Regions from separate parts of the Pan troglodytes genome. Here region 1 is linked to region 2. The links are chromatin contacts, called in public Hi-C maps. All regions are on one chromosome and are shown on one strand. Each heading gives the region's core, a stretch centred on a gene start, on an enhancer-like site or on the middle of the called end of the contact. The rest is flanking DNA. Distances are from core to core; before and after follow the strand shown. Region 1 overlaps TMTC2 (transmembrane O-mannosyltransferase targeting cadherins 2). Region 2 holds the start of TMTC2 (transmembrane O-mannosyltransferase targeting cadherins 2).

Region 1 (3,180 bases), core at 460-2,959, 310 kb before region 2:
AGGTAAATTCAGCAAATTCTTAACCAGACTAAGAAAAAAGAAAGAAGATTCGAATAACAAAAATCAGAAATGAAAGAGGAAACATTACAACTGATAGCAAAGAAATAAAAAGTATCCTAAGAAGAGGTGGGAAAAGAGGGCCAATTAGACACACCCAGGAAGAGCCTCTCCAAGCGAGTGAGACCAAAATATGGAGCAAATCAACATACTTCAAGACAGATCTTTTGGGAGAAAACACTGAGAGTTGACAGAGAGGCAACGCAGGCACCAAGGCTAAAGAGAGAGGAAACTAAGAGCACTGCATGGGATGGCCGACCTATAGGAAGGACTCCTTGGCCCTGAATGGCTCCTAAGGAAGTGGTAAGTGAGGAACCTGTAGAGAAACCCACACTAACCATGGACTTCTGGGATCCTGGCTGCACAAGATGCCACCACCCCTACAGACAGTTGAGCTGGTAGGGGGGACTGCCCAGAGAGTAGACAGAGACCAAACTTGAGCATGTGTAAAGCCCAGGGGGTTTTTGCATGGGGACAGCTGCAACAAAATATGGTAATAGGCATCGATATCCAAGGGTTCTCCATGCTCCTCTGCATGGCTCTTAACTTTGCTGACTGGACTGGGAGAGAACAGGGCTGTCTTTCCTAAGATATCAAGGTGTGTCAGATCTGCACATCTGCCTGTGCACTGACCCCTCCTGGGGTTCCCTGCTTGGCTGCTTGCACAGGAGCAGGCATACTGCTTTGAGTGCTTTGCTAGTGGCCTGGGAGCAACCCCACCCTGGGGCAATTACCTGCCAAAACCCCCTGCCTCCACCAAGCACAGCTGGTGCTCGATCTCAAAGGGTCAGAGGACAAGGCTGCTGGCCCAGTAGGTCCCAAGTCCCCAGGGTCAGAGCACGTAGATCCAGAATGCAGAGCTGAGATGTGTGGTTGGAGCAGGGTAAGAGCCGTCACTCTCAGAGCATGGGGAAGAGTGAAGCCGGGGTTCAAGGGCACGGCACCAGTGATTGCAGCAGGCTCCCCTAAGGTCCAATAACGTATATGATAAGGGGGTCATCTCTTCTCTCCCATCTCCCCCACCACAGAGCACTACTGCAAAGGTGCTGAATCACAAAAGAGGTGCTAGGCTAGGAGCCAATCTGCCAGCCATTACTCTTTTTTTTTTTTTTTTTTTTTTTTTTGGAGACCAGACTCTCCTTGCGTTTCCCAGGCTGGAGTGTGGTGGCGCAGTCTCGGCTCACTGCATTCTCTGCCTCCTAGGCCCTTTTTTCTTTTCTCTCTCTCCCTTTTTTTTTTTTTTTTTTTTTTAATAAGACGAAGTCTAGCTCTATCGCCCAGGCCGGAGTGCAATGGTGCAATCTGGGCTCACTACAACCTCCGCCTCCCGAGTTCAAGCGATTCTCCTGCCACAGCCTCTGGAGTAGCTGGGATTACAGGCGCACATCACCATACTTGGCTAATCTTTGTATTTTTAGTAGAGACAGTGTTTCACCATATTGGCCACTCGGCTGTTTTTTGTATTTTTAGTAGAGACAGTGTTTTACCATGTTGGCCAGGCTGGTCACGAAGTCCTGACCTCAAGTGATCTGCCCTCCTCAGCTTCCCAAATTGATCTGCCTGCCTTGGCCTCCCAAAGTGCTGGAATTACAGGCGTGAGCCACCACTCCCTGCTTCGCGCCTGCCAACCATGACTCTTAAGCACCATCTACTGGATTGGAACTTGAATTACACCGCCCTACCCCTACTCAAAAAAAAAAAAAAAAAAATTTCGGCCAGTATACACTGCCTGTGAAACAAAATGCAGGAATCTTTCCACAAATAAAGATCCCGTGCAGAGCCATGGCCTTCTGTTAGGACCCAGAATTGAAGCCAAATGAATAGATACATATCTCACAGTCAAACCCTTAAGATAAATAAAGAATATAAAAATAAAAAGTCCCACCCAAATGACAGCAAATTCTAAAACAGATAAAGGAACACCAGCCCTCTCAGATGAGAAAGAATCAGCACAAGAACTCTGGCAATTCAAAAAGTCTAAGTGTCTCCTTACCTCCAAATGATCTCACTAGTTTCCCAGAAATGCTTCTTAGCCAGATTGACATGGCTGAAATGACAGATGTACAATTTAGAAATTTGGATGGCAAGGAAACTCAATGAGATCTAGAAGAAAGTCACAACACAATCCAAAGAATCCAGGGAATCCAGTAAAATGATCCAAGAATTGAAAGATGCAACAGCCATTTTAAGAAAGAACTAAACCAAAAAACTGGAAAAGTTCTGGAAGTGAAAAATTCACAAGGAATGTCATAATACGGTTGGAGGCATTAACAACACAACAGGGCAAGCTGAGCAAAGAATCTCAGAGCTCAAAGACTAATTATTTGAATCAATGCAGAAAGACAAAAAAGAGAATAAAGAATAAGAAAAATGATTAAATCTCCAAGAAATATAGGCTTATGTAAAGAGATCAAAACTACAATTCACTGGCATTCCTGAGAGAGAAGGAGAGAGGGTAAGCAACTTGTAAAACATATTTGAGGATATGTAAGAGTTCACGAAAATTTTCCCAATCTTACTAGAGAGGTCAACATGCAAATTCAAGAAAATCAGAGAATTCCTGCAAGATAATATAAAAAATAAGCACTCCCAAGACACAGTCATCAGGTTCTACAAGGTCAATGAAAAAGAAAATATCTTAAAGGCAACTGGACTTGTCAGCAGTAACGTTACAAGCCAGAAGAGATTGGGGACCTATTTTCAGCATCCTTAAAGAAATGAAATTCCAACCAAGAATTTCATGTCCCACCAAACTAAACTTCATAAATTGAGGAGAAATAAAATCCTTCTCAGCCATGTAAATACTAAAGGAATTCATTACCACTAGACCAGCATTAAAAGAGGTCTCTAAGGGAGTACTAAACATGGAGATGGAAGAACAATACCTGTTGCCATAAAAACTCTATTAAGCACATAGCCCACAGACATGATATAACAACTACACAATCAAGTCTACATAAAACAGCTAATAACACAATGATAGGACTAAAATCTCACATATGAATATTAATCCTGAATGTAAATGATCTAAACACCCCCACGTAAGAGGCACAGAAAGGCAAGTTACATTAAAAAATCAAGACCCAATTGCTGTTTTCAAGAGATCTGTTTCACAGGTATCAA
Region 2 (3,184 bases), core at 305-2,804:
AGTCTCTAGGGGCGTCTTCTTCTCCAATTAGTACAAAAGAACCACTAACGTCTAATGTACAACTCCCAAACAGAAATGAGAAAGCCGAGGCTTTTATAAAGTGCTGCCCAATGGATTGGTGAAGGAGGCTAGGGCGGCGGGAGAGACCATCAGCAGCATTATTTTGGCTCAAAGTAAAAGTCTATACACGTTAAAAGGGAAAGTTAAAGCAGAGAACGATCTCCCTTTTCACAATTTTGGCAACTATCAAACGTGTGTTTTAACTTCGGGAAATAAAAATGTCCCATCAATAAAAGGAAACGGGACAGGGAGGATCTATCAGGGATCGAGGAGAGGCTTCCTCCCAACCAGACGTAAAATCACTTAATGTGCTTTGTTGCATCAAGGAATACCTAAGACTTTAATTTAATACGTTCATTAAACAGTTTCCCAAATTGCCGGGATTTCCGCTAAGAAACTCAAGCGTCTGCCAACAGCCGAGAAGCAAGGGAGAGAACCTGCTGCAAACTAGGAGCGGAAACTCCCTCGGCCCGCCCAGCGCGCCTCACGTCCCCGGTGTTTGATTTAGGTGTTAATGTTTACGTGTCGCCTAAACCATCAGGTGCTGAACCAGTTCGTCCAAGACGCACTTTGAGCCTTAAAGAGGGAAGCTTCAGAGCCACCGCGGAGTGTGCCCCCTGCAGCCCGTCGCCCCCTCCTCTCGGCCCCTTACCTGTCATCATAGCAGAAATCCGCACTCAGGGTGTTGAGATACAAGGCGAGCCCCAGAGCGCTGCTCACCAACTCTGCAATCATCTCTCCACCGCCTTCCCTCCGGCTCGGCTCCCAGCGCGAGGGCAGCAGCGGCAACAAAAAACAGAAGCATCAATCTCCACCTTCCGCCGCCTTCTCCTCCCAGCTTCACTTTTCCCTCGCTTCCCCACCCTCCCTCCCTCGGGTCCTTCCAATCCACGACTCCTCTCCTCCTCCTCGCGCCCGGCTCCGCAGCTCCTGCGTCCTCCCCGGGTGCGGGCTCACACCACACTCCCCATGCCCGGCGCCCGCAAGCGGTGAGCGGCGTTTGGGCTCCGCGTCCCCCGGCGGAAGCGCAGGGCTGGTCTTTCGCGCGGGTCGCGATCCCCACCCTAACCCATGGCAGTTTGGGGCGTCCTAGGTGAGGAGTGGGACTCGGAGGAGGTTGAAGGGTGCGGGATGGGGGCAGAGGGACCGGACTAAGCCGGGCTCTGGGACCAGCTGGAGGAAGAGAGAGAAAGAGGCGCGGGTGGGAGGGACAAGGCGAACCGCCTCCCCTCGCCGCCTCCCGGGCGCACTGCTCCGGTGTCGCTCGGGCGGACTCCGGCCGCCAAGGCGGCTGCTGCACATTCAATGTTTATTAGCTCCCTCCCGGCCCCAGCCCCAGCCCCAGCTCCCTTCTCCAATGAAGTGAGAAGCGGTGGCTGGAGACTCCAGAAGCTCCCGCGCGGGGTTCTCGACGCGGCCCCCCGCGCCTGCGTGACCAACCCTCCATCCCGGCTTGGCCCAGCCCCTTTCTCCACCCAGATCCTCCCGGAAGGCTCCTCCTACCCTGCCCCTCGGGCTGGAGGCTCCTCCCACCCTCCCCGGCCTGGAGGCTCCTCCTACCAGCCTCCTGTCCTCTTGTTTCTTTCACCTTCGATTTCACTCTGGAAAGCCCCCGGGACCCAAGGGCGACGGCTGGAAGACAGCCCAAAGGAGTAGATTCAGTGCGCCCTGGGAGGGGAAGCTGGGAGAAAGGAGGCCGAGGAGGAGGTGGTCGGTCGCCCCGCTGCTGCCTGGCAGCGCCTGGCACGGCTGAATCTCAGCCACAGCGCTGTGTGTGCCAAGAGCTGCCAGGCGTAAGTCCGGTCAGCTGGAGAGACTTCTGAGACCGGGAGAGGAAGAACAGGTTTGGCGACTGCTGCAGCTTCGGTTGTCACAAACTCACTGGCGATCTCTCACGCACACTGTGTGTGAGACTAAATGGGGCGGGAGGAGGTAGTATTGGAGAGCTTGGAGGCAACTTAGGAAGGAGAGATTTCAGCTCTTAGCCTACGGTTGGCCACAATGTCAATGGAAAGACGTGTGGGGAGAGAAACGTTTCCTCCTTCAGTAAGGTTAAAAAGAAAGGACCCCAAAAAGGGAAAGAAAGACACACACACACCCCGCAGCAACTGCCCGGGGACCCCTTCGTGGTTTCAGAGGGACTGTCGGGTTGACCCTGAGAACACAGGAGAGAAACCTCTAGTGCAAGCCGGTACAGCATTATACTTAAACCTAGTAAGGCGGTAAGCTAATGCCCTTTCCTTTCCGCTCGGAGGCAGGACTGGATGGAAAGCATCCAACATGGTGAAATATGGTGTAGAATGGTCTGTGTAGAACAAGCTCTGGGTACTAAAGTTGCAAGACCAAAGAGGACCCAGGGCTGCCTGACACGCCTCCTCCCGGCTTGTTGGCTTTCTGGCCAGGACAGTGGCTCCGGTGCACCGCGATGTACACTACTGCAGCGCCCCCTGCTGCATAGTAACCACAAGGTATGGAAGACAGGTCTGTTTTCCATGCGGGCCGACTGGTTCCAACCAAGAGCAGCACCTAACCAGCAAGCTCTCCGAAACTGTGGCAAGAAATTGAGCCCCCTGGGTGTCTAGCAGTGGCCTGGAAAGAAAATACCGTGGTCTGGGCTTCTGTAGAACAAAGCTACATATTTCCCTGATTTCACAAGGAAATCTGAGAAATCTGTATTGGATACACACAGATAAAATGATGAATATTTATTAATATTATACCTGTTATGCCATCCACAGTAGCACATTTTTTGTGCCCTGGACAAATATATGTAAACAAAAATAAAAGGAATTATGTCTTTACATGTAGGGACTGATCTTTTACCCTTTTCCTCCATAACCTTTGCTCACTTGAAAATTTCGAAAATCATATCAGTTAGTCCATCCTGATGCTCTGTGTCTCTCCAATGCACTTACATGCTGAGATATATATAGTATATATAAAATATGTATATGGTGTCCTAGAACACTGAAGGAAGAACACATACTGTGGGATCAGATGTTTAAGTTTGAGTGCATACTCTGCTATTACTATTTGGGCGATCTTTGGCCAGTCGCTCAACCTCTTTGTGACTCTGTTTTCTAATCTATGAAACAGTGATAATAATAGTACTTATCTTATGAGT

Evidence for each region. Hi-C and Micro-C count contacts between places; a contact is called where the count stands out from the background.
Region 1: a contact with region 2 is called in a Hi-C map of induced pluripotent stem cells, with 2.2 times the contacts expected there. The contact joins the enhancer-like site here to the promoter of TMTC2 in region 2. A contact is called at or near these places in 2 of 7 Hi-C or Micro-C datasets (induced pluripotent stem cells and stem cell-derived neural progenitor cells) and 1 of 1 datasets of contacts at active chromatin or transcription factors (stem cell-derived excitatory neurons).

The regions. Positions count from the first base shown.
Region 1 is chr10:89,808,125-89,811,304 of NHGRI_mPanTro3-v2.0_pri, reverse strand. The region is part of intron 8 of TMTC2 (transmembrane O-mannosyltransferase targeting cadherins 2); the gene reads right to left. Among named protein-coding and RNA genes, the nearest start is that of TMTC2, 310 kb to the right of the region's middle. Within about 2 kb of position 1,709, at least 1 of the 24 cell types and tissues checked has an H3K27ac peak or open chromatin away from gene starts, as enhancers often do. A contact at or near this core is called in induced pluripotent stem cells, where this site is marked.
Region 2 is chr10:89,494,003-89,497,186 of NHGRI_mPanTro3-v2.0_pri, reverse strand. TMTC2 (transmembrane O-mannosyltransferase targeting cadherins 2) reads right to left here and starts at 1,554. Exons shown (of 12, transcript XM_016923925.4): 1 at 713-1,554. The coding sequence starts at 795.